Regions from separate parts of the Mus musculus genome. Here all the other regions are linked to region 1. A link is a contact called in public HiChIP or PLAC-seq and promoter capture Hi-C data. All regions are on one chromosome and are shown on one strand. Each heading gives the region's core, a stretch centred on a gene start, on an enhancer-like site or on the middle of the called end of the contact. The rest is flanking DNA. Distances are from core to core; before and after follow the strand shown. Region 1 holds the start of Mecr (mitochondrial trans-2-enoyl-CoA reductase). Region 2 holds the start of Fabp3 (fatty acid binding protein 3, muscle and heart). Region 3 overlaps Pum1 (pumilio RNA-binding family member 1). Region 4 overlaps Gm42316 (a long non-coding RNA gene).

Region 1 (6,585 bases), core at 2,725-5,224:
CAGAACACAAGTTGCAAATGGGAGGAAGATGGTTCCTCAGTTCCTGACCACAGCAGGGTGTGTAAGTGGCCTAAGCTGGTGGAGAGCTAACCGAGTCTTGGACTCTTAGGGACCAGAGCTCTTTGTCACTCACCAGCCTTGCTGGGCCTCTTCTGGCTTTCCTGGTGATCCTGCCCATCTTCTTGGGACTCATATTTTGGTCCGTCGAACAAGGACATACAGGAATACAGGGATGGGTCTGAATTCCTGCGGCCCCTTGGCCCCCCTTCTTTTTTGAGGGTCTTAGTATGTTGTCCAGCCTAATCTTTAACTCCTGGGCTCAAACAAGTCTCCTGCTTCAGCATCCCAAGAAACTGGAGAGAACTTAGTTCAATGCTTGCTACTTGGTAGGTATACAATAAATGAGAGTTATTTCCATACTATCACTAAAGAGAGCAGCATTCTGAGGGAACACATTGTAGGATGGGGGAGGGGCAGGAGGGTCTAGGGAGGAGGAAAGAAAAGGACATCTGGATTTCCAGACCTCTGTGGTACAGAATCTAGAAGTCTGCACAGAGAACAGTGGCTCTGGCCACCTCTGAAATGTCCAGAATCCTGTAAGACTCTGCAGCCTGATTTCATACTTTCCCCCCACCTCCCAGAGCACTGGCCCACAGTACACAACACACCTGTCTGGGAACTACTGTTTGGATTTTGGATAGTTTCATGATCTTCTGGTCACCAGGCCCAGTGATGCCCAGACATTAAGATGGGAAAGGAACATTTGATTCTTTGGTGGCTGTGGGCACTGTAAACCTTACACAGGACTACAAAGGGAATCTCGATCGGTCACTGGCCTCAGCCCACATGCAAAGTTGTCTGAATCTGAGTCAGAAGGGAAGGTCAGGCCAGACCAGGGACAATCCCTACTGCCTGGCCATCTATCTGTAGGCATTGCTCCTCAACAATGGCTAGGCATCAGTCACCGGGAGGCCTGAAAAGCGTAAATAAATGGCCACCCTAGGCCGAGATAGACCCACTGAGCACTTTAGAGGCAGAGCCCAGAAGTAGTTTCCAAATGTAGCACAGGTGACAGACTGAGCTGTGAATCCAGGCTGAAGAGAATGCTCTGAACTTGGGGAAATAACTAGAAGTCTACATAGAAGACAAAAGCTGCTGGCTTTTTTCCTGGAGGCATCTGTAGACAGACTGGGCTGTTCCCAGCTTCCCTGGCACTCTAACAGGAAACCAATCAGGAGGCCACTGCACACAGCTGTTTAACCACCCAAGCCTTCCTTATCACCTTGGGAGAATGCAATAAAAGGTGACCTTCTTAACGAAATGAGCTTTGGGTTCGGCTAACATGACAGGAGCAGGTGCTTTGCAGCAGGCTGGCGAGGGACACAAATGATGAGCCTTTGGGAGCACCACCTCACTGCTCTCAGTTTGAGTTCATTTCTGAAAATGGAGGCCTGCTCATAAGGACTTTATCACCTCACTGCAGCAAAATCTCCAGGGAAGTGTCTATCCTGACATGATTGATTCCCTATGAGCAAAATACAACTTATGGCTGATGGGTCAGCTCAGCAGTCGGAGGTACTGATGCCCAGACCTGATACCTGAGCTCCATCACCTGTTCGCTAAAGACGGCAGGAGAGAACTGACTCCTGAGAGCTAGCGCGCTCTCTCTCTCTCTCTCTCTCTCTCTCTCTCTCTCCCTCCCTCCCTCCCTCCCTCCCTCTCTTAAAATCAAATATGAGATGTTTGATCTTAGACAAATTAGTCAACCTCTGAACCTCTATGTCTATAATATCCTCTTATAAAATTCTGTTGGATCTTAATTCATAATTTCCGCATGTGAGCTACCAACTAATTACACATATCTTACCAGTCAAAAGAGCTGTTAAGGTTGTCTGGAGTAGGGCTAAGGTGAAAGCACCAATCTGGGAATTAGGGAATCTAGAGTCAGCTCTTTGCCCTAACTTGGCTTAGCTGAGGGTTTGGCAAGGTCACTTCGTTCTCTGGGCCACATCACAAATATACCATACAGGGATAAGAATGAACAAATGTCACTCCACCAAAAAGCCCCGGAAGTTTCCCCTGTGGTGCCTTTATAACTCCTTGATTCACAGCAGACAGAATTACTGTAATGGTTCATGTACCGGCTAGGTGCTTTGACAGTCAGAGAGGAGCTTCGGATAAACTCAGGGGCATGGGCCCTCTGGCCACACCCACTCTAGAACAATGTAAAAGAATATCAACAATAATTCAAATTCCTTGAGAACCTGGGGGGGGGGGGAAGAGAGGCCACAAATTCCAGATCAGCCTGGGCAACACAGGAACACCTTGTCTGAGGGGAGAGAAAGGAAGGGGAGCAGGAACAGTGGGGAACACACCTGCAATCTCAGCACTTGGAAGTTAAGAGCCCAGCCTCTGTTTAAAAAGGGGGATGGGGTGGGTAGGTTTGGAGTTGCAAGCCTTTAATCCCAGCATTTAGGAGGCAGAGGCAGGCCATCCAGGGCTACAAAGACCCAATCTCAAACAAACAAACATACATACATATAACCAAAGGAGCTCCCTCCCCCATTAGAAGCAGGCAACTTCAGCCCCAGTGCTGGGGGCTGGGGGTGGCAGAGGTAGAAGGATCACTAGAAACTCCAGGTCAGCCAAGGCTACTCAACATGTTCTAGGCTAGCTGGGACCATACAGGGAGACCTTAAGAAGGGAAGAAATAATAATAATAAGATGCATGTTGGTAAGCCCAACTTGTCCACTTTTTGTTTGTTTTTGAGGCAGGGTCTCAATATGTAGTTCAGGCTAGCATTACATTCACAATCTTCCTCCCTTAGCAAGTGCTGGGACTACAGGCACACACCATGCGCATCCCCTAAACTGTATTTGAAGATTTTTTTTTAAATTTTTATGTATTTTTACTGTGAGTGTGTATTTTGAGACAAAGGCTCATTATGCAACCCATGTTGGTCTCAAACTCATAACCCTTTTACCTCAGCATCCTGGGATTATGAAACAACTCCTTTTTGCTTGTTTGTTTTGAGACAGGGTCTCTCTCTATAGTCCTGGCTATCCTGGAACTGACTATGTAGACTAGACTGGCCTTGAACTCACAGAGATCTGCGGGCCTCTGCCTCACTAGTGCTGGGATTAACGGCACATGCCATCAAGCTGGGTTTAAACAACTCGTCATAATTAGGCCAAGATGCACACATGGCTTGGTGGAAGGGAACTCGCATGAGAAACAGGTGAATTCCGGCACCTATTCCAATCACTAATTAGCCGTATCATTTTAGACAAGCCCCTCGGCCTCTGTGAAAGGCAAACAATAATCTCCTATTTAAAAACAGGTGTAGAATCTAGGTAGGCTGTCAGACCGTATGTTCAAATTTCTATTCTCACTGGCTGGGTGACTTGGGGCAAATGTTAATTTTAACTTTCTTATGCCTCGCTTTTCTCATCTGAAAAAAAAATGCAATAAATACCCCCAGACTGTTGCTGTGACAAATAGTCGGAAGCATCCACTGAGACAAAGGAGTGACTGCCACAATCTTCAAACCAATATGGGTCAGTAAACTCTGGCACCGGTGCCTCGCGGGTCCTTGGCCGCCGGAAAGCACCGGTGTCGGGTCAGCAAGCACGCCCTGGGGTCTCGGCATCTGTAGGACAGCAGAACCCTCTTCCTCGGACCCTGTCCTCTCCTGGCAGTCCGCCGCCCGCCTCAAAACCCTCCAGGAACCCCAGCTCCCTCCCCGGTGGCGGCGCCGACTCTTACTGGACGACCTTGGCTGGATCCCCATGGTTGCCATAGACCAGCGCCCGCACCCGTGACGGCTCAGAGAGAGCGGAGTAGGAGGATGTGGTCCGGCCGTGGCGGTACCAAGCCTCGAGGAGACCCGCAAGCTGAGGTGCCCGGGCTCGCGCCCCTGTCACTCGCTGGCTGACCAACATGCTGCTTCCAGCACTGGCAGAATCCGGCGCTCTGGACTACGTCATTCGTCCGCGACAGCAAGCCTGAGCCCCGCCCCGCTCGTGACCGCGCCCCCTTCTTTAAAAGAGGCCGCTCGCTCTCTGCCCAGGTATTGGTGTAGGGTTTCTCCCGGACTGGTGTGAGGATTGAGGGTGGGCTACGTAAGGTATTCAGAGACCTGGAGAAGTTGCACAGCTAGCCAAAGCAGCCTACCCATGAAGAGAGTTCAGAACTGGCTTAAAGCTGTGACTGCTGCTTGTCGCGTGGTGTTTCCGGGAAGTCATTTACATTCTGGCCTCAGTATCCCCTTTGCACTCTTTATTGAGATACCACTGTGCCAGACTTTTTAAAGTATCATTTCATCTTCAGTTCCCCCAGAACAACACAAAGACTTTATCAGCCCAGCATCACCACCATCATCAGTTTTTCGAGACAGGTTTCTTTGTGTGTTCCAGGCTGTCCCTCTGTAGACCAGGCTGGCCTCAAATTCAGAGATCCGCTTGCTTCTGCTTCCCAAGTGCTGTGATTAGAGGCATGCTCTACCAAGACTTGGGGACTTCTTTACCCAGAGTTAACATACCAGGAATACCAGGCTCAAATCCTAGCAGCTCTTTCCTAGCTTGGGCAAGTGAGCGCAACTTGGAGCCTATTTCTCATTGATGCCATGAAAATGATATACCTCATTTCAGACGGTTGTGAGGAATGGATAAAACATTAGAAGAAGCCGGGTGGTGGTGGCGCACGCCTTTAATCCCAGCACTTGGGAGGCAGAGGCAGGCGGATTTCTGAGTTCGAGGCCAGCCTGGTCTACAAAGTGAGTTCCAGGACAGTCAGGGCTACACAGAGAAAATCTGTCTTGGGAAGAAAAATAAAAACAAAACATTAGAACAATGTTAAGGAAAAATAAAAACAAAACATTAGAACAATGTTAAGGTTGACAGGATAATACATTGTAAAACCATCAAGCTGTTCAGCTATGAGAGGGGTCCCATGAAGGAAGATGTCGTTTAAAATGCTCACAGCATACAAAGAGATTGGGTGGGAAATGAAAATTCTTTGTAAAAGGTATTAACCTGGAAAGACGCAGGTTCTTAGTTTTGGTGGAAAAGAAACATCAGCATAAATAACCCGTCCGTGGAACATTTGTGTACATGCAAGTGTGCACTGTTGCAGGCTGAAGAAAGGGAGCAAGGAAGTGCTGCAGGAGGCAGTCCTTCCATTCCCAAACTGCGTGCATGGAAATCAGATGAGGTTCCATTTTAGGACTCCTGATTTAGAAACATGGAGAGAGGTACACGATCCAAAGGTATACATTCTTAGACGTTCCCCAGAGTCCGGTGATGTGGTAGCCCAGGAAATAAGTATCAGAGAGCGTTTGAAAGACAAAGATGATTGACCCAAAGCTTGCCGTGGGAAACAAATTTTTCTCTGAGGAGGAGAGCCCACCAAAGCATAGAGATTAAGGTTTTGGGAACTGGACTCAGGCAAATCTAGATTTGCATCCTGGTTCTGCCATTTCCTGGATGTTTGGTTTTGAATTCGTCACTTGGCTTCTCTGTGCCTCTGTTTCCCTCATGGTTAAAATGAAGGGAACTGAGCTAGGGAGGTAGCTCAGTGGTAGAGCACACTCAGTGGTAGCACGTGTGAGGTCCTGGGTTTGATCTCTAACAAGGCAAAGACAAAAAAAGCTCAACAATAATCAAGAGACTAATAGTCCCAAGGTTGTCTTGAAGACCGAGGGAGCGAGTACCACTTGAACCACTTAGCACACTGTTTGACATATGGAACGTTCTAAAACGATTCCAGGAATATGGTGTGAGGATGAAATGAGAGCTATCACTTTGTAAAACACTGGGGTTTGACTCAATAACTGCATTTATTAGAGAAATCTGATACCTACCAGTAGGGGAAAAGTCTGTTCTCACAATAGGTGTGCACTCACGTGAACACCTATTTCCACAGTGACAGGGAGGCATACTTGTGCCAGAAAGTTCACAAGGTCCCTCTGCTGCATCCTCTAGGTGACACTGGGATGTTCCTCTTTATCCCCTCACCCCCACCGCCCACTGGCTCCTCCTCCTCCCCAGGCAGCCAACTAGGAAAGTCTGGAGAATCAGGCTGGAAAGTTTTCCTCCTTAAGGCTGGATTTCATCTCCCTCCACACCCTTTCACCTTTCCCTTTGGTCTAGGCCATCTGGCAGTCACACAGTTTGAGAACAACCGGTGAAGGGGTTTAAGCCTATTGGCCTTAGCTTTGCATTCAAGACCATATGCACTTTGATGCCTACCCTCTTTCTGGCTTTATCTTTTGCACTGTACATAGCCAGCGACCCAACTACACCCAACTCCGCCCTCACCAGCTCTTCCTTGTCTTACGCTTTTATTCAGGTTTCGATCGACTGAAATGAATTTTCCTGTCTAACCTTCCAGGGGAATTCCAGGTTCACATATTGTTCTATTGAGCAAACCCCAATGCCTTTGTAATTTCTCTGGGCTAATGTTATGGCCTTTAGGATACTATCTTGTAGTTATTTATATGTCCACTTCCCCCTCCAGGCAAAATTTCATCTCCGGGATGCCAGCACTCAATATGGGGCCTAACACAGGATAGGCATCATAAATAT
Region 2 (6,585 bases), core at 2,962-5,461, 1.5 Mb after region 1:
GGCACTGGAAACAGTTTGTTCCGGTCAGTGGTCTAGCCTGGGAGCTACAGAGCAGGAAACCTGTGGATAGAACTCAGCTTGTTGTTCCCAGCTGCCTCCTCTGCTGCCAGAGCCAGGATGACCTCGCTGTAGAGCACTGACTTCTGGGCATCATTCCTAAAACACTTCAGGTCACAGCCATGGCTGCTGATGTCCTCAGAGCCACTGGGTACCTTGGTGTACAAGGTCACCCAGCTGGAGCTGGAGGCACAAGGTCGGAAGAATATCTTGGCTCTGCTGCCCACTCCAGTGACAGCTGATAGATCCTTCCCAGGAAGGTGAGAAGAAAACAGGCCAGAGCTTATACTTAGTCCCTGGGCCATCGCAGCACTGAGCAGGCTTTATGAACCTGCCCCTTGGGGTTAAAAAGCCAAGGAGCTAAGAGGGCCAGCCTCTTACCCTGTGGTGTTCCATCCAGTGCCCTCCATCCCCTTTCTCTGACTCACCTTGACCTTCCGGTCATCTGCTGTCACCTCGTCGAACTCTATTCCCAGCTGAAAGTTGATCTCTGTGTTCTTGAAGGTACTTTGTGTCTTTATGGTGATAGTATCCCCGTTCTTCTCGATGATGGTAGTAGGCTTGGTCATGCTAGCCACCTGCCTGGTGGCAAAGCCCACACCTAAGGGCAGGGGCAGATAGTTGAGGACACATTAGGTAGGGTAGAGACGTGTTATATAGACCCAAAGAGAAGTTTGTGGCCTAGGCATGGGGAAGGCGATCCTCAGTGGCCCACGTCTTTGTGTGGGGCCATTTTCTCATTCCCTTAGCTCTTTCCCTTAGCTCGGCAGCTGTTAAACTCATGTCAAATATGAGACATGTGGATGCAGGGCAGGGTCGGCAACAGCGGCAAGGAAGGTACCATGGGGTGTGAGCCACATAGCCAGCCCCTCACGCAGTCCTGCCCCTGGAAGATTTTGTAGATGTGAACAGGGTCACAATTCAGATGGAAGCTGCTAAGCACTGTGTCGCTCCAGAGCTGGGTACCCGCTGGCTTCTAGTCTCCTGAACACACAGAACAGGACTGAAGAACCAAGAGATCGTCAACTGCCTTCTAGAGTCCCCTGGACAAGGGTCGTCTCCCATTTCCACCCAGAAAACTGAGACAGCAGTGCTCTCTGCCGTCTGTATGGCAGCGTCAGTTTCAAAGCCTCCTGGTTAGAGATACAAAGGAGTCTTGTCTACCACAGACGTAGAGGGCTGAAAAAAGTAGCGACAACTGCATGACTTGGAAGTCCCTGGGGAGACTCCTGACATAATCATTGGATCTGAGTCCTAGGCAAGGTCCCAGGTGTCCCTCAAGCAGGTAAAGTTCACAGACCCCTTGGGTCAAGCCTTTGGTGCTTTGGGTTAGTAGCTTTCCTGGAATCTTCCATGGTTGACTACCTGTCGTCTGGCCCCAGCACACTCTGAGCCATCCTCAGCGATGTGGCAGGAGGCAGCCCAATATAAGGCTATGGTATTGTGCATCTGCTGCAAGCTGTGCACACTGCACAAGCTCTAAGTGGTGGCCAAGTATCCTTGGGACAGCCCTAAACCTAAGCTTTATAGTTTCCATTTACAAACGAGGCTGAGACACGGTGCTGTCTTAGCCAAAGTCAAACGGGCCAAGCATGGTGACTCCCCTAGAATCTCACTCAAGAGGCAGGGGACTGGAGCAGGGGAAATGCCGAGAATTCAAGGCCAGCTTGGGCTGCGTAGCTCCAGAGTATGGGCTATAGTGAAACCCTGTCTCAAAAAGGCTAAGTAAATAAATAATCCGAGTTTAGTGACATAGATTCCCAAACTCTCTTTTAGTCTCACTATATCATTCTTGGAATAACATACTCTACCCTTCAAGCCACCATCTGTGCTTGAAGTCACTTAAACTAGGCTGGGCTGCTTTGTCCTAAGAACCTTTGGTTCTATAGGATAAGTCAGGAGCTTTGGCTACACAGCAAGAAGTGAGAGGCTTGGCTTTGCCTACTGGTATCTGTGTGAGTTGGGCTTCAGCAGTGAACCAAGCTGTTTTCCCAGGACCCACCTACAGGTAGGTGTAGGGTGCCAGTGAAGCCAGTTACTGCTGGAAGCTGGGGTGCATCTAGACTTTACTGGCCTTCAGCCTGTCGATATTTTTAGGCTAAATAGAATTTCAGTCCCCTGACTAAAGCTGGGTTCAGCACCCACAGAACAATGGCCTGAAGACAACATGCCCTGAGGCAAAAAGAAGTCTAGGAAGGCAGCGGCAGCTCAGTGAAACAGAACTAAGCCCAGGTAATCTAGTACTCCCTAACTTGACAGCCAACTAGCTGGGTGTGGGCTCATACCTCTAACCCCAGTGCGGGAGAGGCAGAGACAACAGGACCTGGTCTCCTTAGGGAGTTCCAGGAGAGCCAGGGATACACAGTAAAACCCTGTCTTAAAAGACAAGACCAGCTGCCTTCCTGGAGAGCCTCAGGGTAGGGTAGGTGCCGGTGGGAGCCCTGTCTGGAGATGTGGTTCAGCAGTCGCAGTGCTTGCTTAGCACGGGCAAAGGGCCTTGGGTTCCATTCCCCAAACCAAAAGGACAAATTGCTTTGTGGGCCTGTTTCAGAGAAGAGCTGGAAGTAGGTGAGAGGCAACTACACACATCCCTCAACATGTCCGATTCCAGCCCTCCTTCCCGGGGAAGACGGAGTGGAAGCTAGCTCAGGCATGACACAGTCCTGTTTTCCCTGCCCCAGCCTCCTAGACCAGGATGATATAGCCAGGGACTCCGCAGGTAGAGGTCTTTATCTAAGCTCAAGGCAAGAAAGGAAGGGCTGGGGCCGTCTTGGATAAGTGGTTCATGTGACATTCCCCACTGTTGAAATGGGAAGAACTCTAGGTAGTTCTGGGTTCTCAACTATTTGGAAGGCCGAGATGGCAGGTTACAAGATCAAAGCCAACCTGGGGAAGTTAGTGAGAACCTGTTACACAGAGTAAAAAGAGGGTGTGTGTGTGTGTGTGTGTGAGTGGGGAGTATAACTCAGCAGTAGGGGGCATGCACAAGGCTCTAGTTCAGTCTTCAAAAAGAAATCCTGGGCTTTCCTATGAGGCGATGAGCTCATGTGTCCCAAGCTGTCTTCCTATTAAGTAAATCATGGGACTCTTCCTTTCTTTTTTTTTTCAAGACATGGTTTCTCTGTGTAGTCCTGGCTGTCCTGGAATTCTCTCTGTATAGACCAGGCCTAGAACTCGGGAGATTCACCTGCCTCTGCTTCCCAGAGTGCTGGTTAAAGGCGTTGTGTCACCGCCCACACCACACAATTTCCCCAGCCCCAAGCCACACTCTCCCTTCATAGCTCTTCACCTTTCTTCTGACACCCTCTGCTCGATCCCAGGCTTTCTTCACCCTATCCCCAGCACTGATCCGGTGGCCGACTGGTGCGGCCGGGAAGCCTATGTGTAGTGGTCGTCTTGCCCTGCTCTAGCAGCAGCGTCTCCGACTGATCCCAGGGGTGGCTGCACACACTGTAGGTGAAGGTCAGGCTGGTGAGAACCAGGGCATCTTCCAGAGAGAGGCCTCTTCACTACCCCAACATGGAGGGGTAGGGCTTGTTGCTGACTGCCTGGCTGTATCTTCACCTCTTCCCAGATGGAATTCACTGATTTTCTTTAGTCTTCCTCCAGGCTCTGTACACTCCTATCTGCTCTATTCCCTTTCGGAATTCAATTTCTGGACCACCATGCTCCTCTTTGCCTTCTCCTGCGGCCAGCCTCCCGCCCTTCTTTCCCTCCCCTTTCCACCTCCGGATCACCTACACTGCTTCCTAGAAAGCCTCCCATCCCGGACCTCTGCGGCCACAGCTGCCTCTACCCTTCCCCTCCAGCTACGAGGCTCGCCAAGCTTGGACCGCGACACCCCCCTCCCAGGAGGCCGGGGTGGGGTGGGGTGGAGTGGAGTGGCTTCAGCCCAGGCCACCCTCCGCACCTCAGTATTCCCTGTCTGGACTGGCTAGGAGCTTGCGGGAGGCACATGGGGGCACTCCCCCTGGGAGCTCAGCGCCAAGACCGCCTTGCCGGCCCTCCTGACCCTAGATCCTGCGCCGTTCGTTCGCTCACCGAGTGACTTCATGTAGTCATCAAAATTCTTGCTGTCCACTAGCTTCCAGGTACCGACAAAGGCGTCCGCCATGGTGCGATGAGTGAGGAGGCGAGCAGGCACTGAGAACCGCAGCTCCCGGCTGGACAGCCTCTTTAAATAGCCCTCGCATCACATGATGAAAGTGGCCCACACCCCTCGCTCCCGAAATAGGAAGCCGGGGCTTGCACTCCCGCAAAGGGCTGGGGCCCATCCCCCACAGCCCTCCCGTCGCCTACGTCAGCGGCGCCCGCGGTCCTGTTGGTGCCATCTAACCCATCCCTGGCCTGGCTGCGGGGCGCTTCCCGCAACCCAAGTAGAGCATCCCCCGGCCATACTGAAAGGAAACTCGCCCTTGAGCTGGTGCCACGCTGGAGAAACGCCGCTTGATCCTTCTGCCGCCTTGTTTTTTAATTCGCTGTGGTTTTATTCTTATATTGTGTATGCTCGTGTAGGCGTACTTATGGGGAAGGGGTGGGAGACTGGGGCGTTCGTTGTAACTCGCGGGAGTCCCTTCTCTGCTTCCACCGTGTGGGTCCCACGTATCAAACTGGGGTTGTCAAGGCTTGACAGCAAGGGCCTTTACCCAAAAACCCATCTCAACGGTCCTATGTCCTCTTCTTGTAGAAGAGGCTCAGAGGCTCGGAGAGGAATGACGCGGTCGCCGTAAGTAAAAAAGAATTGGAGCCTGGACAGAGAGCATGGTCTAGTGGCCTTTGAGCCCTCTTGCTCCTACCAGACAAGTGGAAAAGAGTTGCCTTGGACACCGCGGATGGCTGAGCTGCCCAGCGCCTCACCTGCTGGCGGAGAACGTGACCTTGCTTCCCTCATGCTAGCCCCACACGTGCTAGCCCCTCCCTGCGGAATGTCTCCCGCCTGCGCCTTTCTCCGCAGTCCCACCCGTCGCCGCTGCCTGAAAGCGCTTCAGGCTTTATTTACTGACCTCTGAGCTTGTGCCAGGGTCGTTCTTCACTCCGCGAAGACAATTTGTCTATTCAGAGGGTTCTTCCGGCCTCGGCCACCTTAACTCCCGGAAAGCCGCGACCCTCTGCTGAAGTCAGTTTTTTCCCCTGACTTCTGCCACTAGACTGCTTGTCACCTTAAAGTACGTTATTAAATAAGACCCGACTATTGATGGTTGTAGCCTACTTCAGGGCATGGTCACACTCAACTTTTTCGTTGGTAGGTGGTATCATCCCCTTTTTACAGGTGAGTAAGGGAACCTCAGTGGAGCCTATTCCTTAGTTCAGCAGTTTCTGTTTAATTATTACCAAGTCAGCATCTCAATGTGTAGCAGGGGTTGACCTTGAACTAAAGATTCTCCTGCCTCTGTCTCCTGGGTTACAGCTGTGTGCCGCTGCTCTGGCTTGAGCCAACAGTTAATACGGCACCTGCACCTGGAGGCAAGAGATTCCTGAGTTGGGGGCCAGTCTGAGCCAAGGCAAGATACTCTCTCAAAGTAAGCTCCTGGTTTGTGCGGGCCCTGCTTTGGAGAAGTCCACATGGATCAAGGTACAGGCTAAAGTACTCCCTCTGGGAGTGACTCTAGGAGGGACCTGTCCTGACTTGGGGATTCAGAGGAAGAGGGACATAAATGAATTTCTGAGCTCTCTACACGGGACGGAGTGGTAAGCACAGAACTTTGGCCTCTAGAAGGTTGTGCAGGGTAGTCATTCCGGAACGGTTACCAGAGCTCTGGAGCCTGACCAGTATACCTGCAGTGTGGTGAGGCCTCCTTCCTGGGCCTCTGTCCCCGTGGAAGTTCCTTTCTCCCACCCATGGGCTGTTCTGGGAAGGAGGCCAGTGAGGAAAAGTCCTCTCACCCCTGTCTTGATTCCTTTGGAGAGTCTAGTTGCCAAAAGGCTGAGAGGTCCAATTCTGCCAAAGCTACAGGGACGGGCCTCAGGGCTGGGCCTGGAGCCCTGGTGACCTCAGCGATAGAGCAGGTGCCAAGGGAGGGAGGGCATGGGATGGTTTCTGATTCAAGGTCACAGGCTTTAGGCAAGGAGCCTCTTCTCTCAAAGCCTGAGAGGCCTGAGACCCAGGGACCAGAGCAGTCTGCTTACATGGAGTGTGGAATGTAGTGCTGGAGATCTGGGGCTGGCGGACAGCTGCTGGCAAAAAGATCTGTGTTCTAGACCCGATCACAGCTATACTAGCCATGCCATGTGGTCTTGAGCAGTTCACTTAAGTCACTTGGAATCAGTTTCATCTTTGAAATGGGAGATATTTGGAAATCATTAGAGAAAATACATTAAAAACTCTGGTTTTGTTTTTTTTGTTTTTGTTTTTTTTTTTTTTTGACAGAATCTCTTTATTTAGCCCTGGCTACCCTGGAACTTACTATGTGGACCAGGATAGCCTCAAACTCAGAGATCTACTGGCCTCTGCCTCCTGAGTGCTGGGATTAAAGTCATGCACCATCACCTGGCCCTGATCTTCTTTCTTTTCTTCCTCCTCTCCCTTCT
Region 3 (6,585 bases), core at 1,165-3,664, 1.1 Mb after region 1:
AATCAGCTGCTATGGAAAGACAGCCTTGGGTTCAAGATCATAAAAAGGGTTTTTACTGTAGTCCCAGCACTCGGAAAGAGAAGCAATAAGCCAGCCAGGAATACAGTGAAGGGCCCTGTTTCAAAGAACAAGAAAAAGGTCTCTGAGCCAGGTGGTGGTGGTGCATTCCTTTCATCCCAGTGCCCAGACAGAGACAGGAGGATCTCTACAAACAGCCTGGTCTATGGAGTGAATTCCAAGATAGCCAGAGCTACACACAGTACTGGGCAGGGGAGTCAAACTTGTAACCCCAGGAGTTCCAGGCCTATATTAGACCTTGTCTTTTCATTTTTTTAAAAGGAGGGGAAGGAAGAAAACATCTTGTTAAGAGCCTAAAATAGAAAAGTGGAATGGAGAGATGGCTCAGCAGTGAAGAACACTGGTTGCTCCTACAGAAGACAAGGGTTCAATCCCAGCTCCTATATGGCAGATCAAGCAGTTCCTGGAGAGACTGACATCCTCTTATGAACTCCAGGGGCATGGCATGCATGTACTATACAAACAAAAATGCAGGCAAATCACCCATACGTGTAAAAGAAAACAATTTTGGGGGAAAAATAGATAAGGAGTATAAAAAGTGTTCATGCTTGGCATCTTTGTGGTTTTTAATAGTATGTAAGGTGAATGTTTATAGTTATGAGGTCTTTCAGGAAGTATTAATATAGGTGCACTGAATCTATTCTGTGTTCTATGTATAACACTGGCCATAGGATTTTGATCATTTATTCTAAGTCTTAGTTTTCTCATTTATAAAACAGGGATAATTTTGTTTAATAGTTATGAACAGCAATGAAATGCTACATTGTGAAACTTAAGAACCTTATTGTATACACATAAAAATACAGCAGGACAGAGAGATGCACACAGCAGGGTCTGAAACACTACCAAACACAAGTACATAATTGTGTGGTCTTTCTAGAGCAGCCATTTGGCTGATGAGCACAACCTCAAACATTAGAGACCACATAGCAGAGCAAAAGCCATCCCGGGGAAAACTGGAGAAAATGCAAACAAAGCTTGAATGCAAGAGCCCAACTTTGCCTCCAAGCCTTTTTTTCTCATCTATAAATTAATCTGCCATAATTATGGGTTGTTACAACAATCAAATGAGTCAATTCTTAAAGTTACAATTTCTTCAAAAGAAGAAAAAAACAGTAATGCAAATAAACAAAACTAGTAAACAAACTTGCAGAAGCCTGGAAACCACTAGAATATCCAGGCCCTATCACATTCCTCACAGCAAACAAAACATCACCGCTGCTAGCCGCAGGAAGAGCCAGGAACCAAGCAGACATGGTAAGAACCACAGAGCAGAGTCGGCCTGACGGCTCAGCCTCCTCAGGACAACCAACCATAAAGCAGGATAACTCCAAACATTTCTCTTGTACAACCAAAAACACTTCCCATGGCAAAAGATCCGTTCAGTGAGATCAGAGGCTGTCTTCCATCTGCATCAAACAGGCAATTCTGTGTGAGCCTAGCTGCATAAAAACAAACAAGATGATGCTGACCACGCTAGGTCTTGTGTATACTTGTTTCACACAACATACCCCTGAAATTTTTTCAAAGTATAACAGTTCACATCTCTGACAGGAATAGAAAAATGAGAAAAAAATCTGCAGCTGCTAGCCTTATGGAACAACCTCAAAAGCCAACATAGCAGAGCAAAAGCCATCCCAGGCAAAACTGAAATAGAAACAAAGCTTGAATGTAAGACCCCAACTTTGCCTCCGAGCCTTTTTTCTCATCTATAAATTAATCTGCCATAACTATGGGTTGTTCCAACGATTAAATGAGGCAATCCTTAAAATTACAATATCTTCAAAAGAAATAAAAAACAAAACAAAACCAAAACTTGTTTTTAGAAGACCTTAGTATGAAAAGATGCAGCCATTATACACTTCGCCTACTCTGGGGTACTATCATGCTATGCACCTCTAAGTAAGAGTAGTACAAGGATGTCAAGGGCCCAGCTGAACTGGCACTCATTTCAGCAGGAAGGAGCAAGAGCTAAGAGAAGCATACTGTGAAGCATCGCCAACACAGGCCTGGTCACAATCACCCAGTCCTGCTGTGCAGAAAGGGAAGAGCAGTGGGCACCTGCAGTGATATTTAAGAGTAAAAAAAGAAATCTATCTTAGAGGCAAGAAGTGGTGTTTGATTTTATTAGAAAACCCTCAAAAAGAGTTTGGTTTTGTTTAATAAGCCTGATATTGCAGACTCCAGCATGTGGTTTCAGTTGTGGAGATAGCCATAATCTAAAGGCACTGCACCCTAATAATCTACTCTTCCAAGGAGACTCTAGCAGTGCAGCACACTTGTGAATCATGGGGGCAGGGAAAGGCTCATGTTACAAATGCAAATGCGGTAGGTAAGCTTTTGCCTGCCTAGCACTCAGGAAGCTGAGGCAACAAGATTGGGAGTTTGAGGCCAGCCACAGCTACACAGTGACAACCCTGTCTTTAAAACAACAAAAGCAGGATTTAGTTCAGAAAGGCCTATTATGGTATGGCCTAAGAATCCTATGCCCCAGAATGATGCTACTGTTATCAGTGCACAACTGAGTATCAATATACTTTGTTACAATATTATGATACTTCCTTGAATAGTAATTATTCCTACTATACAATAAAAAAATCCAGTTGGGACTCACAGCCCTGGCTTCTCTATGTAATGCAATATCCCAAGTTTCACAAAAATCAATTGTAATACTAGCCTTCCAAGCCAAATAGTTATGATCCAAATGAATAGCTACACGTATGTATCCTCCAGGTCAGAAAGCAGGAACTTGACACAACATGGGGAGATCTACCAACAACCCTGCAAAGCTAGAGTAGTTGTCACTGGTCCAATATTTGCAGTGGATAAACCAGAAAGTAGCACTCATGACCCACTGTTCTTAATAACTATTTGAAGACAATTAGGGAACCAAGAGCAGAGCCCTTAGATAGGCAATGTCACCCATGAGCTTTCAAAATATGTGATTTTGTAACTACCTCTGAATCTAGGAGATGGGGAGAGAAGTATCTTATTCCAGAACAAATAAAATAAAAGCTAAAAGGGGAAAAAGACTTAACTCTTGGACTCAAGTTTTCTCACATTATTCCAAAATCTGGTACTCTAACAGCTGGGGAAGCACATGCTGGGTTAGCTAGCTGGGTCACCTCACTGTAAGGGTGAGAACAGAGTCGTCTGCTGGACCTCAGAGTAAGTCAGCTAATTAGTTTGTGGCAGGTTCTGTAAAGCACTGGCTGGCCTGGAACTGACAGGGATCATCTGATCTCTCTCTCTGGCATAAAGTACCAGGCCCCACCTCCTAAAAGTAATCCTGATTTCAAACCAAAACTCCTGAAGTGTTTATAGCACCAAAAGGAACTCAGGGAAGCATGGGAAGGGAAGGCCAAGAGCTAAATCCTATTATTCAAGCTGTGTCAAGGAAATCCCAATGACAATATAAAACTACTGCTTCCTCATGAGACACCTTCACTTAAAGAGTTAACATCTGGACTGCCAGCTGTCACATCCAAGAACTTCTGTGTACCTGCTGTGAGTTCTATATAATCACTGTGCCACAAATATAATCACTGGCCACTCAGCTTACTAGACTAAAGACCCAGCTGCCCTACTAGACACAGATGGCTCGCTGTCCTTGTTCTCCAAACTTAACATTGACCTTCTTTTGTTTTTAAAAGAATGACTGGGACAGCCCCCCTTTCCCAATGTTGCATGCATATCATGGGAACTAGAGTGATTCAGATTTCCCATAAACACAGTTTTCTCTGTGTGACATCCTAACTGCAGTAAAGCAAGACCAGCAGCAGAGCAAGCCCAGGTTAACATCAGCAGAACACACCACCAGTGCTGACCAGCAGTTTTCTGACTGGCAGGCCTTCATCAGCCAAAAGCACCTGCCAACACCCTGGCTTAACATCCATCAGTATTCTTCTATCAACCTACAGATGGCACAGACGTCAAACTATTGAATAACATTTTATTCTCCACGGATATCCTCTTAAGAAAGAAGATACTGAGACTTAACCATCTGACTGTAGGAGTCCTGCTTCCTAAAGAAACATCTGGCCTGAGGCTCAATACAATGAAGATCTAAAAATCACATTTCCCAAAACAACTAAGTATGGGACTCTCCTTGGGCAGGGCTTTATCATAAAAACTGTCCTAAAAGTGACAGTAATAATCCCAATTCTTCTGTTTTATCTCCTTTTAATTCAAATTACTTTTCTGCCTCCTACAACCTTCACAGTAGTCCAGATGTGTGCCTGTGCCTAATGTCAACAAACTAGAAACTGGTCAGAGAATTCACAGCCATTGTTATCAAGGCTCCTGGCCACCATACCAGCAACTCATTAATGAAGCACACTAGTTTTTCTCTAGCAAATAACTTAAAGTGGAGGCAGTATTTATAAGGCAGTACTTTCTCTTAAGAAATCAAATAAAAGTGTGAAGAAGGAAGAAAATAGAATTCCACTGCTCTCTTGAGAAGACAGGCAAACAGCAATCCTTTGGCTTGCTCCCATTCCTCATAACCAAAGTATAAATCTTGTCTGCCCCAAAGAAGCCCCATGAGAAGAGCACAAAAGCAGTTCCCTTTTGATTTACAGGCCATTATGTCTGAACTAAGTCAAAAGATCCAGAAGCATTCCGGTCAGCTCTGACAAGGCTAGCCCTCAAGAACATGCTTAATATTAATACACAGAGAGAGCAGGCTAACACCGACTACTGTAACCAAACAGTTTTCGGAGACAGAAGGGTAGCGCCTAGGTAACAAATGCAGCACATAAAGAAGCGCATGTGTAGGTGAAACCAAGTGTATGATGATAAGGGGGAAGAAGGTATCTCAAACATTTGCCACCGGGTTCTTTTAGGCCACAACGACATCCGGGAAAAGGACTAAAAGGGTACAGAACAAACCAAGTTAGGCATGAAAGGCAGGCAGATAGCTGCAACATACATCAGCCAGAGAATACAAAAGGAGATTCAAGTAGATATATTTCCCAAGATTCCTTTATCTATAAAGCTGATAATATAGAGAATGTGCTTCAAGAAAGGCGGTGACAAAGCTTCAGAAAGAATGCTAAGATTCAGCAGCAAGAGGCAGTAGGCAAGGAGACTGCTTTGGCTGCCATTCAGCCAGAATTTATATGTGGGGTTAGTGGCAATGAATTAAAACCAAACCAGAAAACAAAGACAAAACAAAACAAAACAAAACAAAACAAAAAAAAAAAAAAAGCAAGCTCCCCAACAGCATAGGCATAGGAAACAAAGCTGCTCAATTGCGGCCACCATAAAATTCACATCTAGCCTGCAAAAACCAAGACTGAGCCACATGCCTTGTCCTCTGTAAGGTTCTGAGGTAGTGGCCGGGCAATCACTCCTCTAAGACAGCACCTCATGCAGATACCCAACTTGTCCTTCTCTCTTGAGCTTTGTTTTAGTGAAGAATGCCTTCTTGTTAACTCATTAACTGAGGCTTTGATTGTAGTGCTTCCCTCACCTGGCCCTCCGCCCCCCTGCCGCCCACAGAAACCCAAGCCCTGACTTTTCCATCTTTGAAGTGCAGTTTGCCTGTCCTGTCATGCTTGGTGAGCTCCATGTATGCTACAATGGGAGTGTTCTAAAACACCCTCTAACACTGCGAGCACCTAGGAAACTCAACAGGCACATTTGCTTTGGGGGAAAGGGGAAGAAAGAGACAGGAACAAGTTCCTCAAGCCAACTTACAAATCCTCCTTTTCTTAGACAGGAGTCGCCCGGGGATGAGCTCAACACATACTCCACCATGCTAACGCCTAGTCCCCCACTCTCCGACCGTGGGGACAGTACAGAATTGACCTCACTGTTCACATGGAAACTCTGACCAGGTCTTCTCTGCACCATGATTGGCTGGGAAACTGAATGATCTACAAAAAAGATACACAAGTGTGACACAGTGCAGCCAGAAGCCCAAACAAATTATGAGTGATGTCTCGTGATAAACCAATGTCTGGGAATCAGGAGACCCACCATGGTCAGCTGAGCCAAGGTCTCCCCTTGGGTCTTTCAATAAGCACTGGTATTCTACATAGGCTAAGGACACAGAACATACCCCTCCTATATCTAGGAGAGCAAGGGAGTACAGCCGATCACATTGCTAAGTAGAAAAGTCAATGGTCACCTCTTTCGAATTGCAGAAATTCTTTTGTTCTTTTTTTCCTTATCTTTTTTTTGGGGGGGGGACAACAAATCGTTCTGAGGACTCCAGTTTGCACCGTCCTGAATACAGTTTATCCAGTGTTGGGTTTTCTGTTTTCCCCATCCCTAGAAGCTGTGGCTTCTTTCTGCTGTTGGTGTCTCTGCCTCTACCAGCTCTCCCCAACCCTCTTCAGTGGCAGTCTATCACAAGAGTGTCTGTGCCGGGTGAGTTCATTTGACCTCAGGCACATTTAAAGATAACTACGGCATATATAGCATAAAACATCAAGAGAAAAAGAAAAAAAGAATAATGAAGTTCAAAGTATGGGTTTGGATTTTCCAATTCCAGGCAAGCTG
Region 4 (6,585 bases), core at 2,576-5,075, 1.0 Mb after region 1:
CATCCCAAACTTAAGCTACCGCCAGGGAGCCCACTGGGGTTGCATAATCCTAATGCCTAGGGCATGTGTTAGCACTGTGGGCAAACAGCATGGTGGTGAGGGCGGGGTGGGGGCACAACCTGGGGCACCTGTGTTTTTACACAAAAGCATTGCTGAAGTACCAGTTGCATACCCCACTCCTAAAAGCATTTGGGGAAACAAAGTCGGAGAGACATGGATGACTACTGCCCAAAAACTTAACAGTATACTTGGGGAACTGACAGTCGGCCATCTACATCTTCTTACTTCCCTGTGGACAGCACAGAAAACACACATGCTCAAGTATACACACCCACACCAGGCTGTTTATAAACTCCAAGCCAGTCTGTATGGGGTTGCATAGGTGCCCAGCAAACTCTGTGTTCCATCCACCCTTGCCTTGGATTTGTCCATCCTCAGCCATACTAGGATACTTTCCATACTTCTGTCTCTTTTAGAAAGTACCTTTTTTCTCTCTTCTTTTCATAGAGAACTCCTGAATAGCCTTCAAAACCCAAGTTGGGTATGTTGGCCCAGGCCTATCATTCCAGCTACTCCAGAAGCTGAGGCAGGAAGATCACAAATTCAAGGTCAGCCTGAACAGCTTAGTCAGATCCTGTCTCAAAATGAGAAGTGAGTCGGGTGATGGTGGCACACACCTTTAATCCTAGCACTGGGGAGGCAGAGGCAGGCGGATCTCTGAATTTGAGGCCAGCCTGGTCTAAAGAGTTTTAGGACAGCCAGGACTACACAGAGAAACCCTGTCTCAAAAAGAAAAACGAAAAGAGATCGAGGCATGGTAGTGCACCTCTGTCATGCCAGCATGCAGGAGACAGGAGGTTGCTAGTCTGGGCTACCTGGTAATGTAAGGCTAGCATAGTGACCTATGTCAAAAAAAAAAAAAAAAAAGAACCATCTAACATATGAACTCATTTAACATCTGCCAGAGGCACTATTCTAATTGCCCAACACTAACAGATGCTTGGACTGTCTATGTCTAGTAAGAGGCATAATGTTCTATATAGGGGATGAAGCCAAGGCTAAGGGTAGCAGGATATGGGATGACCCCACTCCCCCACCCCATAGACAGTCAGGAAGGACCTGTGTCTGCTAGTCCATGCTCCCTTCTTATATCACATTTGGCTGATGAGGGCGAGCAGCAATATTTACAGCAAGGCATGATGGGAGTATAGAGGTAGGGCCTTGGCATTGGGCTGAGGAAAAGACACAAATCACACATCCTTCAAAGACGGTGCCGTCATCCCAGAAGCCAGGGTCGGGAGTCCCCAGGAACTGAGCGGGGCTCAGCCCACCACTCCTTGGGAAGGTTCCTTCTCATGATTCTGTGGGAAGGGGTCTCTGAAGCTGTGGCTATCTGAGAGGTTCCGTGTGCTTCCCTGTTGTCAGAGGCCAGCTCGAAAGTTGCTTCTCTTACCTGGAGGTGCTGACCGACTGGAAATGGATGGTATACGGTTGAGAGCAGCATGACTCTGGGAGGTAGCAGCACGGACAGAGGGCGCACAGCTTTGCCTCTACTGGGACAGGTCCCCCTCCAGTTCCCCACAGCCCTTAGGAGCTAGTTTGTCCTCTGTAGAAAAACAGAACCATCTTATGGACAAAAATACAAACACAGAGCTGAGGTGTAGCTCAGTTAGCAGAGTTTGCCCAAGGCCTTAGGTTCAAGCCCTAGTACTATATGAAATGTGTGTGTGTGTGTGTGTGTGTGTGTGTGTGTGTGTGTGTGTTATAAAAATTATGAAAGTAAGGTTAGCAAGATGGTTCAGACAGCAAAGTCACCACACAAGCATCAGGACTTGAGTTTGGATGCCCAGTACTCACACAAAAAGCCAAGTTCACATCTGTAGCTGCAGCGCTGAGTGGGAGAAGAGAGGAGAGACAGGCGGATCTCCAGAGCTCAGTGACCAGCTGGTCTAACTGAGATGGCAAGTTCCAGGTTCAGTGAGAGAGGGAAGGAGAGAGAAAAAAGATAGATGACACACACATACATAATACAGACATACAAACAAACATGATAAATACATATATGATAAATAAATAGATACATATATATGGTAGATATATATATACATATATACATGATTGACACACACATTATAGATAGTTATATAGATACATAGACAAATATAGATACATACACACATACATGATAGATACATACATTCAAAGAAACATAGGCATATACAGATATGTACACACATGACAGATACATAGATATATACATAGACATAGATACATACATACATACATACATGATAGAGTCTTGAAAGATAAAGAAGGAAAAGCTGGCAGGATGGCTCAGCAGGTAAAGGTCCCTGCTACCAAACTTGACAACCCAAGATCAGTCCTCAGTACTGACACAGTAGAACAAGAGAGCAAGCTCTCACAAGTTGTCACCTAACCTCTACATGTGAACCAAGGCACGAGTGCGCCCACATATACACACAAACACACACAATGCATAAACACAATAAAATTTTTAAACAATGAGGGAAAGCAATGGAGGAAGATGCCCAATAGCAACCCTCTGGCCTCTACATCCACATGCACAGGCAAGCACATATACATGCATTCACACACATACATGCATTCACACACATACATGCACTCACATACACATACTTGCATTCACACACACATACATGCATACACACACACACGACCACCATAACAAATAAAAGAAGGAAGGAAGGGGAGAGGGAAGGGAAGGAAAAAGAAAAAGCAAATGATGGAAATGTTTGTTTTTGTTTTGTTTTTTTTCCTAAGACAGGGTTTCTCTGTGTAGCCCTGGCTGTCTTGGAACTCACTCTGTAGAACAGGCTGGCCTCGAACTCAGAAATCTGCCTGCCTCTGCCTCCCGAGTGCTGGGACTAAATGTGTGCACCACCACTACCTGGCTGAAAATGTTCTAAATATTAAAGAGAGTGGGGTTGGGCTGTGGCTCTGTGCGCAGTGCTGGCCTAGCACACATGAAGCCCTGGGTTAGATCCCCAACTCCATACTAACCTGGTGTGGTGCTCCATGCTTGGCTAGTGGAGGCAGGAGGATCAAAAGTTCAAGGTCATTCTGGGCTACTAGGAAGGTTGAGGCTAGCCTGGGCTTCAGGAGACTGTCACAGCAAATTAATTAAATACAAACTCAGGCTATCTAGACTCCAGTGAGCTCAGACTTCCACCTGTGTCATAACTGTCACTTTTAAATATGATTTATTTGAAACAGGATCTATATCAAGTTTCTACAGTATTTGGCCACCACATCTTTTAATCTTGTTTCTAGTCTTTAGGTGGGTGCACACGTATGGTCCAAGGTACAGGAAGCTGAGGCAGGAGGATCGCTTGAGCTCAGAATTCAGGACCAGTCTGGGTACCACGGCAGGATCTCATCTCAGAAAGTTGTTTTTCGTTTTCTTTGTCTTTAGTATATCTGCATGTGAGCGTGCTGTGTCCATAGATGGACTACGTGTGGAGGTCAGAGGTCAGCTTCAGGTGTCCATCCTCAGAAATGCTGTCTACCTTTGTTCTAGTAAATATGCATTGGATACATCTGTGTACATTTTCTATATATCCTAAGTCCCTTTCTCTCTAAATAAAACAAATGATTTATTGAAGGCAGTGGACCATTTGATGGAACGTTTCATAGCTTGGGTTTTGCTGATGAAGCCAATGTTGGCTATGAGATGAGGGTGCTGAGTCTGTGTAAGAACTAAGCACAGCGCCTGTGGGAGAGGCACTGACGGGGGAAGCCCCGCCCCCGTGATGTCACATGTTGTTGTTGTTTTTTCCAGTCTCTGGATCACACCTACCGCTCCTGTGGCTCCGCAGCTGCTGGCTGGAGGGAGGAGATGGGGGAGGAGGAGAGAGACTGGGCTCTGGCCTGGGTGCCCTGCACCCTCTCAGCTGTAGGGCTTTGCATCCTTGGAGCCTCAGTTTCTCCACCTGCAAATGCACTCCGCAAGGACAGAGTGTGCATGAGTACAGCCATACCAGGGAGCCTGGCCCAGCCTCCTCTGCCAACAGATCCCTCTTCTCCACCCCGTTCCCACAGCAGGCCTGGCCTCCTTCCTTCCAGAGGGAGATGGGGCTCAGGATCTAGCGAAAGCAGTCTGGACCCTCTAATGGCCGCCAGCCCACCCTCAGCCCAGCAGAACAAGGTGGGTGGCCTCCGGAAGCAGAGCACACTCTGTTCCCAAGGAGGCTCGGGCTGGCCTCTGTGACCTCTTGGACTTACAGAAACAAACAGCCATTCTTCCCCCTCTCATCCCGAGGCCCAGAGGGGAGGCCCCCAGCTCCTCACAAGAGTGCTGCTCCAGATGAGGGTTGGCTCTCGTGGCCCAAGTCAGGGTCTGTCCTACGTCAGCAATAAGTCACGTGATCCGTGCCCAGGTTCAGGTCATTTATTCACTCAGTAGGCAGTATGCCAGGCCTAGCCAAGAGGAGATCTGCAGTGATCTCATTACTTGGGAGTCTGAGGGAGGAGGATTGTCACAAGTTGTAGGCTACCCTAGACTACCTAAAAAGCTATTAAATCGTCACCATCATCACCATCATCATCGCCATCACAATAACAGCAACAACAATAATAGCCCCCACTTACCCAGTGTCTTCTCCACACCTAACATGGTTCTTAGCACTGTGCCACTGTGCGTACCAGGCAACCTCTATGGTCTCCACTTTCCCGGTGGAACCGCTGGAGTTGAAGCATCTCACTCACAGCACGAAGTCACGGCAGAGCCTGCTCTGCAAAGACCCTCACACTGCAGGTCCTCTGTGCACATATAGGGACGCTGGGCTCAGAGAGGGGCAATAGCATGCACAAGCACACACAGCTGCTCCAAGACTGAGCCTGCTACTCTACCACGCGGAGAATAAAGTGTTTGCTGCTCAAACGCGCAGCAGAAAGTACCCAGGCAGTTGATGGAGCCTCCTGGAAACAAGCCATCTGAACCCCCCCTCATTGAGGCCCTGGGGGGCCTCAGAATTACCACACAGTGGGGAGGTTTGGAGCCCAGAGGCAACAGCTGAGAAGAAAAAAACTCCCTGCCAGACTAGTGGCCCCACAGTCTGACTGACTATGGTGTGTGTGTTCATGTGCATGCATGTATACGTGAATGAGTAAGTGAGTGAGTGAGTGAGTGAGTGTGTGTGTGCCCACGTGCCTGCGTGCACATGCGTGCAGGCATGCATGTGTCATGCCACAGGTGGTATTCCTTGCCTTGTCTTGCTTGGCAGGGTGCCTTGTTCACTACTAAGTATCCCAGGCTAGCTCACCTGCAAGAATCCAGAGACTTCCATCTCTGTGCATTCCATTGTATAAATGTGGAGACTACACACAAGAGCTACCACACCTGGCTTTATGAGTTCCTAGGGTTCGAACCACGGTCCTCACACTTGTGTGACGGAGTGCTTTATCCGCTGACCCATCTCCCCAGCCCCTCCTGGCTCCCAGGTCCAAGCACAGGCCAGGCGCAGAGGAGACATTAGAGAACCTTCAGTGAAAAGAGTGAAGTGTGGGGAGGGAGGCAGGAGAGAGGGGCCAGAGCATCTCTAGGTGGCCAGGCTTCAGGACCCAACCTACCAGAAATGGTGCCCCATTTTCTAAGGGGATACTCATGAACCATGAGGAGGTTCCCATGGGAGCAGGACAGACTGTGACTGTGACATCCATGCCTGCCCTCTATCCCCTGCCTTGGGGGCAAACAGCCCTCTGTGTGTCCCTAGAGGAGCAGGAACAATAGCTAATGTGTCACAGCAGCCTTCATCGGATGGGAAGAGCCTAGGACAGGCACTGAGTGGGCTCCCTGGCTCTGGTGCCCAGAGAAGCCAGGAGGAGCCTTGCCCCACCCGCACTGAGTGATCCAGGCCACAGAAACGTGAGGTCTCCGGGTCCTGCTCTTGTCCCAATGCTGTCTTCAAAAACACCATGCTGAGTTCCTCACGGAGCCCTTTCCCCCTCCACAGGGGACACGTGATCATCCCCCTGTGCAGTTGGGGGAATCAGATTTGGAGCACCCAGGCCCAGAACCTGAGGCTGGGAAAAGCCACCACCTGGACACAAGAATAAACACATCAGCCGAGTACTAGTGGCACACGCCTTTAACCCTAGCATTCGGGAGGCAGAGGCAGGGGGATCTCTGTGTTCAAAGCCAGCCTGGTCTACAGAGTGAGTTCCAGGACAGCCAATGCTACACAGAGAGACCTGTCTCCAAAAACCAAAACCAAAACCCAACAAGAATGAACATATCAGACCCCAAGGGCACAGTCTCTCCTCGTGCATGGCTCCAGTTCCTATATCCTTTAGGGCAAGATTCTCTTTGCAGCCTGAAGCTGGAGTCTCCCTGAGGGGATGAACAGCAAGCCCCTGCCCAACTGCACACAGTCATTGGACTGGCTGGTTTTGTGTGTCAACTGGACACAGGCTGGAGTTATCACAGAGAAAGGAGCTTCAGTTGGGGAAGTGCCTCCATGAGATCCAGCTGTGGGGCATTTTCTCAATTAGTGATCAAGCAGGGAGGGACCCTTGTGGGTGGTGCCATCCCTGGGCTGGTAGTCT

The links. Promoter capture Hi-C pulls out the DNA fragments that hold promoters and counts their contacts. HiChIP or PLAC-seq counts read pairs in DNA pulled down with a chosen protein or histone mark.
Region 2: a contact with region 1 is called in a promoter capture Hi-C map of liver, with 7 times the contacts expected there. The contact joins the promoter of Fabp3 here to the promoter of Mecr in region 1. A contact is called at or near these places in 4 of 39 promoter capture datasets (embryonic stem cells, hippocampal neurons and liver) and 2 of 115 datasets of contacts at active chromatin or transcription factors (astrocytes and forebrain).
Region 3: a promoter capture Hi-C map of liver shows a contact between it and region 1, with 2.4 times the contacts expected there. The contact joins the enhancer-like site here to the promoter of Mecr in region 1. A contact is called at or near these places in 8 of 39 promoter capture datasets (3T3-L1-derived adipocytes, the C10 cell line, hematopoietic stem and progenitor cells and 4 more) and 3 of 115 datasets of contacts at active chromatin or transcription factors (embryonic forebrain, embryonic hindbrain and stem cell-derived neural progenitor cells).
Region 4: a contact with region 1 is called in an H3K4me3 HiChIP or PLAC-seq map of stem cell-derived neural progenitor cells, with 8 times the contacts expected there. The contact joins the enhancer-like site here to the promoter of Mecr in region 1. A contact is called at or near these places in 10 of 39 promoter capture datasets (the 3T3-L1 cell line, 3T3-L1-derived adipocytes, the HPC-7 cell line and 6 more), 2 of 484 Hi-C or Micro-C datasets (bone marrow-derived macrophages and embryonic fibroblasts), 7 of 115 datasets of contacts at active chromatin or transcription factors (astrocytes, embryonic forebrain, embryonic hindbrain and 4 more) and 1 of 9 other capture datasets (embryonic stem cells).

Annotation. Positions count from the first base shown.
Region 1 is chr4:131,840,860-131,847,444 of GRCm38.p6, reverse strand. Mecr (mitochondrial trans-2-enoyl-CoA reductase) reads right to left here and starts at 3,974. Exons shown (of 10, transcript NM_025297.2): 1 at 3,767-3,974. The coding sequence starts at 3,942.
Region 2 is chr4:130,306,364-130,312,948 of GRCm38.p6, reverse strand. It overlaps Fabp3 (fatty acid binding protein 3, muscle and heart), which reads right to left and starts at 4,211. Exons shown (of 4, transcript NM_010174.2): 1 at 4,099-4,211; 2 at 486-658. The coding sequence starts at 4,171. Gm10570 (a long non-coding RNA gene) reads left to right here and starts at 5,244. Exons shown (of 4, transcript XR_868203.3): 1 at 5,244-5,326; 2 at 5,465-5,629.
Region 3 is chr4:130,718,545-130,725,129 of GRCm38.p6, reverse strand. Pum1 (pumilio RNA-binding family member 1) reads right to left here. Exons shown (of 22, transcript NM_030722.3): 5 at 5,779-5,957. Among named protein-coding and RNA genes, the nearest start is that of Snord85, 28 kb to the left of the region's middle. Within about 2 kb of position 2,414, at least 27 of the 459 cell types and tissues checked have an H3K27ac peak or open chromatin away from gene starts, as enhancers often do. A contact at or near this core is called in liver and stem cell-derived neural progenitor cells, where this site is marked.
Region 4 is chr4:130,826,736-130,833,320 of GRCm38.p6, reverse strand. Gm42316 (a long non-coding RNA gene) reads left to right here. Exons shown (of 3, transcript XR_881441.3): 2 at 508-608; 3 at 3,455-3,513. Among named protein-coding and RNA genes, the nearest start is that of Gm42316, 5.7 kb to the left of the region's middle. Within about 2 kb of position 3,825, at least 84 of the 459 cell types and tissues checked have an H3K27ac peak or open chromatin away from gene starts, as enhancers often do. A contact at or near this core is called in forebrain and stem cell-derived neural progenitor cells, where this site is marked.